Regions from separate parts of the Zea mays genome. Here all the other regions are linked to region 3. A link is a contact called in public Hi-C data. All regions are on one chromosome and are shown on one strand. The core of a region is the stretch at or near the end of the contact, and the rest is flanking DNA. Distances in the headings are between cores, read along the strand shown.

Region 1 (3,196 bases), core at 558-3,057, 350 kb before region 3:
ATCGATCACCCTCTTGTGAATCCTCATCTCAAAGCGATCCCAGGTGTTGGTACCTGAAATAGTCAAGACAATTATCAATAACTGTATCAACAATGTGTATCAAAAGTGAACTCCGAAAAGAAAACCTGTCAGAGGATAATAAGAAACATCACAGCATTTAAGTCAAGGATGAACTGGGCATCAGTTTTAAAAAGCTCGATTTTGAGACATCAAGTATCAGTCCAAACATCATCATCACCTGCCCAGCATGTCCAGAAAATAACAAAACCATAGTCTGAAAATGACATAACCCATATATTAACCTACCATACATAGGGTCATTCAATGTAACAAAATGACATAACCCATATACTCAAGGCATACAAGTGCAGATCCTATTTAACAAAGAAACAAAGAACATCCTCAAAAGTGTAGTAAAAGTAAAAATGATTAGAGAATGAAATGGGGCCAACCATCAGTTTTAAAAAGCTCGAATTTGTTAAGTCCTCAGAAAATCTCAGGAGTAAATTGTTTAGCATCACATGGTTAGCCCACAACAAAGATCAAGCCCAAGTGCCCAACACATTAACTCAGATAACTTAGAGTGACAGGGTGAAGCCCTAAAATAAAGTAGATGCTCAGTATTGAGCTTAACTTTCTAGGATACAGAAGGATATTTAGGAAAGCAAGAAGGTATCAAAAAAGAATATATGGTAACTTAATATATGCATCAGCTGTTCCCTTAAAAAATATGCAGCAACTGTTGGAAATCAGGAAACAAAGGCCTTGAATGCCCAAAATTGGTCACGCAATTTCACCATCAAGACTACCAACTCTGGGCAAAGCCTATTCAATACTAAACGATGCATGCTAAATTTGAGACAGGCCCAAACAAAAAGATTATTTAACAGCCAGTGTGAAAGTAGTATATGATCAAAAACAGTAACTAAACCAATGTTTAGCTAAAACCATGCAATATCTAGAATGTGATCCGCACTAAACATACTATCATAGGCCAAGCATCAGTTTTAAAAAGCTCGGTTTTAGAGACTTCAATGATGTAATATCTCAGCAGCATCTCCTAGTTAACATCATATGTTCAGCCTAAGATCGTATCCAAAGAATACGACACCACACAAATGCGCTTAAATGTTGATACACATTAATACAACATGATCCGTAAACGAAGATGAATCTTTCTCGGTGACAATACGCTAAGCATCAGTTTTAAAAAGCTCGATTTTTGGACATCAGAGATCCCGAAAGATCTCAGTCGATGTAGATGTTAACATCATCTGCTCAGCATACCACACATCGCAACCCACAGCTCTAGATATCCATCACAACAAACGTGACGATTCGAGACCTTCCTGTTGGACGTGAGAAGTTGAGGGGGAGGTAAGGAGAGGTCACCTTCTCCACAGGGAGACTTCCTGGTGGTGATGTGGAGCACCTTGGTAGGCATCCGCACGGGGCCCTTGACCTTGAGCTCCTTACCCTTGGCGCCCTTCACCAGATCCCCGCAGACTGCTCAAAGCGCAACGCCGCAACAACGAGCACGAGGTCAGTCCTTCGATCCCAACCCAACGCCGCATGAACAAAGGAGAAGACATCGGCGAGCGTACCTTTCTCGAGGTTCTTGACGCTCTTGGAGGAGAGCGTGATGCGGATCCTGTGCTGTGGATCCATCATGCCAGCCTCGAACCCGGCCTTGCCAGCCTTCATCGGCGGCGCGTACGCCATATCCGCCGCCATGGGTTGTGGGAGCAGGGAGAGGGACTCGGGCGCTAGGGTTTCGCCTCGTCGATGCCGGAGGAGAGGTGGCGGCGGACAGCGTTAGGTTTTGAGGCTCGCGTGGTGGAGGCATTTATGTAGAGGCGGGGAGGTTGAGGTGAGACCCCGCCTGGCCGTTGGATGTGGCTGAGGTGATCTGGCCGTTGGATCGGAGCTTCGTCCTTCGGGGAGGTGGGGTTTGTCAATGATAGTGGGCCCGTCAAAAGCTCCGGTTCGGGCAAGGCCGCAAGGCTGCGGCCACCGGCCCGCCACGGCCCACGTGTCGAGTTTAGATTCCAGAATCATCTCCTCTCGGGGGAAAAAACCCGTCCGTAGCAGGAACTGTGTCTGCTTTGGATTCGTGACACATATTCGTCCATCGATTGTAAAGTCGCAGGACAAGGATTTGTGATACGTATTTATCTATCAACGTTAAAACAACAGAACAAGGATTTGTAACACATATATTTATCTATCCTCGTGGAAAATAGTGCAACTTTTTATTGTTTCCTAGACTTGTTTGACTGCAACTGAATCCAATCAAATCCACATCTTTTGATTGCAATCCAATCCATATGAAGCCTTGTTCGGTTAATCCCGTTACCCATGGATTGGATGAGATTGGAAAAAATTAAGAAGAAGTTTGACTTGCTCGGGATTTAAACCCACCCAATCCCACTCAATCCATATGAATTGAGAGCTAACCGAACAAGCCCTGAGCTGGGCAAGACTAGAAGTGGAAAACCAGCTCATTTTCCATGCTAATCCATCCCAAACCAAGCCTAATTTAGGTCTTGTTTGATAGAGCTTCACTTCAAAAATTTCAACTTTGTTCCAATTTTTTTCACCCAAACAGGTCCAGCTCCACGAGCTCTAGCTTTAAAAAAATTGAAACTAGAGGCAAGTTTCATGAATTCATAAAGCTTTTTAAAGGGTGCTTCAAAAACATTGTTTTTATATCTCCTCATGAAGTTGTACGAAAATTACCTACCATATCACTGATTACGCAACATACAACTTCCGTTCTCTCGCGACAGGCCACTAATCATTAAGAATAATTAAGTAAACTCACGTAAATCAATTGTAATATAGAAGCTATAGTCCATATGCAAGCCAAACGCTTTTGAAAACCCCACCTTAATAATTTGTTGGAGTTATTTTATGGTGAAGCTGGAAAATCAAATCTGAAGTTTTTGAAGTAAAGACAGGCCCTTAGCTTCATCCAGATTCGCTTGAATCCATGTCGTGTTAATGTGGATTGTGATGCAGATTAGTTAACCTTTTACCACGAGCGAGCGCTGAACTGAGCTAGTTTTGGGGTGCCACCAAATGAGACCTGGCAAGCTGATTCAAATATGATCTCCTGTCCCACACTTCTTTTCTGCGGAAGTGGCCTTCTCATTCTAGTCTGTACAAGCTATTGCATAGATTGTTACTTTCTCCA
Region 2 (2,935 bases), core at 345-2,844, 380 kb before region 3:
GCGGCGAGGTGGATTCGATGCTTCTCCATCGATTGCAACCTTCAAATTCTCTTCGATCTTCCTTCCAAATTCATCTAATATTTCATCCTCGGCAAGGAAATCTTCTAACGTGTAAACTTCACTGGGATCCAACTCGAAAGGATCAAACTCTCCCTCTGGTTCGTTTGACATTGTGGATGGAGTGACTAACCTGCTAACACCCTGCAACAATTTATACAGGAGCATATCCTCATGCACACGCAAAACTGATGTTGTCCACAAGACACGCACAGGACACGCACAGGACACGCAAACAGTTTCAGACTCATGCACACGCACATCAGTTTCAGACTCAGGCACACGCACATCAAATCACCTTCGCTTGTCGATGAGTCGCAGCCGCATCGTACAATGGCGATTTTACCGACGATAAGGCATGGGAGCACGAGCCGTCGCCGTCGCCTTGCGAGACGACGGGAGCGATCTCTCCCTTCATTTAATCTCTTCCACGTCAGGTTATTTTGCTGAGATGGCAGTATACAGACGGCAAAGTTAATGCCGTTGTACATGCCCTTAGACTCTTCCGTCACCAACTCACTTAGATTTTTACAACGGAACATAAGGTTCGCTTGCAGACTTACATATAAGGTATAGTTGCATAATAATCGCCTTATGCTGTACATTGCGACACCCGTAAATATTCGATGAAATATTAGTACACAATATTAAATAAGAACGAACAATACATATATTATCATTGATCTTAGTATCTCCTTTTGCTCCTCGTAGAACAATTCTGTGTAAATTATGCGTAAAATTCGAGGACCAAAACATTGGCTAGAAAAATACCTAAAATCAGTTTTGCAATTGTTTCTGATTTTCCTCATATTTTCTTGCTTATAAAGTTTTCCAAAAGTACCATTTTGGATGAAAAAACGGAAAACAACGCTGGTCTACTTGTAAATTTGGTAGTGACATTTGGGACCGTCTAGACACGACCTAAAAATAGTAGTCTAAAACATAGTCTGACACGATGCCTTAAAAATAGACGACAAAGCACAACACGATTAGATGTGTCGTGTTTTGACCGACACGACACAAAGTAAGGCACGATTTAAAACCCAATAAATAATATTTTAATGGTTATTTTATGTTCCAATAATTTTCATCTCTTCAAAAAAATGTTATAGAAATCATTGATACTTAGTTGAATATCCTAACACAATATATATATATATATTAATATATATATATATCAATTTTAAGTCACTTTGCTAGACATAGTAATATATTTTAAATATTTTCTCTTTCTTGTATATTTTTAAAATACACATCAGTTTTTATATGTGTCGTGCTTGAACCGACACGATATAATCATCGGTTCGCCGTACTTCTAGATCATGATGTTCCTAGGTTTTAATATTAAGAGACGGTCTATATTAACTCAAAACTATTTCGTGAAAGGCTAACTCGAAAAAAAAATGAATGTAATCACGGCCCGTCCTGGATTCGAGATTCTAACGTTTCATTCGTGTCCAGTGTGCACACTTGTGGAAAAGGAAGACGAAGAAAAAAACCAACAACTAACTCCGGCCCGCCGGATGCGCCCACCTACTTCCCCCTCGCCCCTCTCATGGTCTCTCTCGCGCCCAGATCTGCTACTAGACGGCACCGCTGCAGCGCGTCGTGTCGCGGGGGTTGGTGGCAGGCAGCGAGAGCTTGCCGTTCCTCTCTCTCAGTTGTCAGGTCCTAGGCTCACCTCACCGGCTCCCAGCCCGCTTCTATTTCTTCCTCCCCGACCCCGTGCAGGTGGCAGTCCAGTCCACGCCACCAACCGCGAGGCGAACCAAACCAACCCACTCTCCCCAACCCCGCGCGCCCAGGCCGCCCGCCCTACCAACCATCGGCGTCGGCAATGGCGGCCATGGCGACCAAGGCCGCCGCGGGCACCGTGTCGCTGGACCTCGCCGCGCCGTCGCGCCGCCACCACCGCCCGAGCTCGGCGCGCCCGCCCGCCCGCCCCGCCGTCCGCGGGCTGCGGGCGCCTGGGCGCCGCGTGATCGCCGCGCCGCCGGCGGCGGCAGCGGCGGCGGCGGTGCAGGCGGGTGCCGAGGAGATCGTGCTGCAGCCCATCAAGGAGATCTCCGGCACCGTCAAGCTGCCGGGGTCCAAGTCGCTTTCCAACCGGATCCTCCTGCTCGCCGCCCTGTCCGAGGTGAGCGATTTTGGTGCTTGCTGCGCTGCCCTGTCTCACTGCTACCTAAATGTTTTGCCTGTCGAATACCATGGATTCTCGGTGTAATCCATCTCACGATCAGATGCACCGCATGTCGCATGCCTAGCTCTCTCTAATTTGTCTAGTAGTTTGTATACGGATTAATATTGATAAATCGGTACCGCAAAAGCTAGGTGTAAATAAACACTAGAAAATTGGATGTTCCCCTATCGGCCTGTACTCGGCTACTCGTTCTTGTGATGGCATGCTGTCTCTTCTTGGTGTTTGGTGAACAACCTTATGAAATTTGGGCGCAAAGAACTCGCCCTCAAGGGTTGATCTTATGCCATCGTCATGATAAACAGTGGAGCACGGACGATCCTTTACGTTGTTTTTAACAAACTTTGTCAGAAAACTAGCATCATTAACTTCTTAATGACGATTTCACAACAAAAAAAGGTAACCTCGCTACTAACATAACAAAATACTTGTTGCTTATTAATTATATGTTTTTTAATCTTTGATCAGGGGACAACAGTGGTTGATAACCTGTTGAACAGTGAGGATGTCCACTACATGCTCGGGGCCTTGAGGACTCTTGGTCTCTCTGTCGAAGCGGACAAAGCTGCCAAAAGAGCTGTAGTTGTTGGCTGTGGTGGAAAGTTCCCAGTTGAGGATTCTAAAGAGGAAGTGCAGCTCTTCTTGGGGAATGCTGGAACTGCAATGCGGCCATTGACAGCA
Region 3 (2,845 bases), core at 315-2,814:
GGAAAGGTCATCTAGAGGTGGGAGTTATCTGGATTACCAGGTTCACCGCAAAACTATAAGGCGCCGTTTGTTTCCTTTCATTTTGAGGAATTGGAATCTTACTATTGGAATAAGCTATTTTTTTAGAATGTGAAATTCCACCACTTTCCAAAGTTATCGTATAAGCCTATCTCAAATTCATGGGTGAGAGATAGAAATTGATTCTATAAATTTACATGCTATTTTTTCAATGTACAACTTATAGCACACTCTTCTACTTGCTTCGTTATAACTATCTCTCTCATATGATTTAAGATAATATACAAATATATTACATATATAAATATATGAACTTAATTAGTTTTGTCTAAATTATAATTATTAAAATGGAATTCAATTCCAACGAAACAAACGGGGCCTAACACAATATGGAGGATCTTTCAGCTACAAGTGTGCGAACTCTTATGTTATCAAGTAACCTAACAAACAATTGGCTAAAGTTAAGCTGCTTACTGCAAGGACAGTTCATCACTATGATTCTTACTTGACACAAAAATCTCCAACTAAGGTCTGTAATTGCCAACAGTGAGCTGCTTAACGATACACACTCCTAGCAGTGAGTTCCGTGATGATCTTCAAGAATTTTGCCACTTGAAAAGTTGTCACACTTGAGACTTCAAATTATGGCATAAAAATGCCAAATCAAGTGCACAACAAAATATAGGCGTGCAATTTAGTTTCATCATTCTAACCGAAAATGACCATCAGTCTGTCTGTGAACTCAAAATACCATCTAGACTTCCGAACACGTTATCCAGCAAAAAAAAGCCTGCTGTTTTGTCTTAAGGAGTGCTGCGCTCTGCGCTTCCTTTTTTTTTTTTGCTGATTAGCCCAAAATTCGAATTCAGTCTTACTATTCGGGGCCGCGGTTTGGTCACAGGAACTCCCAACAGACTGTACATACCATAGACTGAAACCTTATAATTATAGAGCGCTGAATTTTGTTAACAGGCTCGGTACGGTAGTCCGTCACCTCTTAAAGCAGGCGACGAGGTCGTCCACCTCGGCGGCGTCAACGTCTGCGAGTACCTCCTGCGGGTGCGGGTGCCCCTCGGGGGCCTCACCGGTCTCCGGCGCGGATCCTGTGCGGTCGAGCATCTGGGACCGCGGCGGGGGCCGGTAGAGGAAGAGGTCGTAGAGGAACCTGCCCTGCGGCGTGAGCAGCGCGGCGTAGGCGGGCGCCGCGGGGCCCCGCGCGGGCGCGTTCGGCGTGGGCGCGTACCGCTGCGGCGACGACGCGCCGGCCGCGGAGAAGGCGGAGAGGAGGTCGTTGGTGAGCAGCGAGTGGAGGAAGCGCGCCGCCTCGGGCCCCGCGAAGCGGACCACGGCGCGGGACGCCAGGCGGCAGGCCAGCACCCCCGGGCCGCGGCGCGGGGCCGGGGTCGTGTGGAGGGCGCGCGCGCCGCGCGGCAGCGGCTGGAGGAGTAGGCGGCGCGCGAGCGGCGGCGGCGGCATGGGTGTGTGTCACTCACTGGTCTGTGAAGTTGTCGAACCGATGGGTTGGGCTGCTTGGTGGTGGTTCGACGGGTTCTGGGCGTTTCTCTTTTGTTTTCCGGACGTGATGGTGCCAAAGCGTGGGGTGGACACGCGTGGCCAGGGGGCAGACGTGGCGTGAGGAGGGAGGGTCCGTCGTCCGCGTGGCCGTGCAGGTAGGAGGAAAGGACGAGAAACCACGGCCGGGGCCAAGCGGCGTGTTCACGATCAATCCGAGGCGGCCAGGCGGGTGACGTCCCCTCTGGCTCTGGTTCGGTTTGGACAGCCAGCAGCAGAGCATCTATTTTTTTTACGCAAACACAGAAGCAGATCGCTTCACATCCTTCAGCGACCCAAACAACTAGCAACAACACAGCAAAGCCAACTCAGACATACCGACTCAGGTTTACAATATACGCGATGATGATTTTACAGCAAGACTGGACGACACAAATTGTTTCACATCACGGATAATAAGGTAGCAGAGCACTGTACAGCTACAGAATCAGACAATAGCACGCGAGGTGCTGGGCGGACTCCGGTTACCTGGACCTCAGGTCGTTTCCTTGAAACGATCTTGAACCTAAACCTTGCATAGTAGTACAAACCAGCTGTTTATTTATCTACTCTATATATCTACTCCGTCCATGCTCTTCAGGAGATAGGGATGACCCGTGATTTTGGCTTCCCGTTGCGCCTCGGATCACGGCCTTGCTCGGTCCCAGGAAGCGCCCAGCCTGAGGCCGATCGCCGGTCACGTCCATTGGAGCTACGGTCACCTGCGGTACACCAACAGAAAGACGACTCAAGGTTAGAGAACGCGGATCTCGGTGGACCAACATAAGCTGCAGAGGACTCATCTTGACAAACCATTAGTAGAAAAGCACACATTCAGAACTACAGAAGACTCCCAACATAATCTCAGGACGAAGAATCCAAGCATTATTTCAGTTATTAATATGCCGCAGTTTTGGCTGCTGCATAAACCTGTGTGCCAGTTACTGCTGCAAAGCAGAAGTAAGCACCTAGCAAATCGGTAAAGAAGGAAGACTACAAGGATGGGCAGCAGAGAGATGCTCATGTTCACCTGTTCATAACCATGAATGGCCCTGCTCGTTGTCAGGCATGGATAGAAGTCGTGGGGTAAGATTTCATCCTAACCATTTCTGGAATCCAAAGTAGTCACTATTGCCATGTATTCATGGACATTGTTTATTACCCACACAATGTGCACCGAGTCTAGTAAAAGATGCTCAAGCAACATGTTTAACTCCACAGTGTTCACATCAGATTATGATAGCTCTACTAAATGAATAACAAAAATGATTTGGTG

The links. A called contact is a pair of places that touch in the nucleus more often than the background predicts.
Region 1: a Hi-C map of tassel shows a contact between it and region 3, with 4 times the contacts expected there. The contact joins the promoter of LOC100194044 here to the promoter of LOC100280888 in region 3. A contact is called at or near these places in 3 of 25 Hi-C or Micro-C datasets (bundle sheath, ear and tassel).
Region 2: a contact with region 3 is called in a Hi-C map of ear, with 2.4 times the contacts expected there. The contact joins the promoter of LOC542727 here to the promoter of LOC100280888 in region 3. A contact is called at or near these places in 2 of 25 Hi-C or Micro-C datasets (ear and tassel).

What each region holds. Positions count from the first base shown.
Region 1 is chr9:24,534,135-24,537,330 of Zm-B73-REFERENCE-NAM-5.0, reverse strand. LOC100194044 (40S ribosomal protein S20) reads right to left here and starts at 1,807. Exons shown (of 3, transcript NM_001377195.1): 1 at 1,605-1,807; 2 at 1,393-1,506; 3 at 1-53. The coding sequence starts at 1,734. LOC111590248 (small nucleolar RNA SNORD36) reads right to left here and starts at 1,280; the gene lies at 1,195-1,280. LOC111590252 (small nucleolar RNA SNORD36) reads right to left here and starts at 1,080; the gene lies at 996-1,080. LOC111590250 (small nucleolar RNA SNORD36) reads right to left here and starts at 527; the gene lies at 449-527. It also overlaps LOC111590251.
Region 2 is chr9:24,560,644-24,563,578 of Zm-B73-REFERENCE-NAM-5.0, reverse strand. It overlaps LOC542727 (enolpyruvylshikimate phosphate synthase 1), which reads left to right and starts at 1,594. Exons shown (of 8, transcript XM_008661109.3): 1 at 1,594-2,194; 2 at 2,723-2,935. The coding sequence starts at 1,895. LOC118473432 reads right to left here and starts at 171. Exons shown (of 1, transcript XM_035962814.1): 1 at 1-171. The coding sequence starts at 171.
Region 3 is chr9:24,182,575-24,185,419 of Zm-B73-REFERENCE-NAM-5.0, reverse strand. It overlaps LOC100280888 (aminomethyltransferase), which reads right to left and starts at 1,564. Exons shown (of 5, transcript NM_001367145.1): 1 at 1,013-1,564. The coding sequence starts at 1,494. LOC100502305 (glycine-rich protein) reads right to left here. Exons shown (of 7, transcript NM_001414447.1): 7 at 1,793-2,291. The coding sequence ends at 2,167.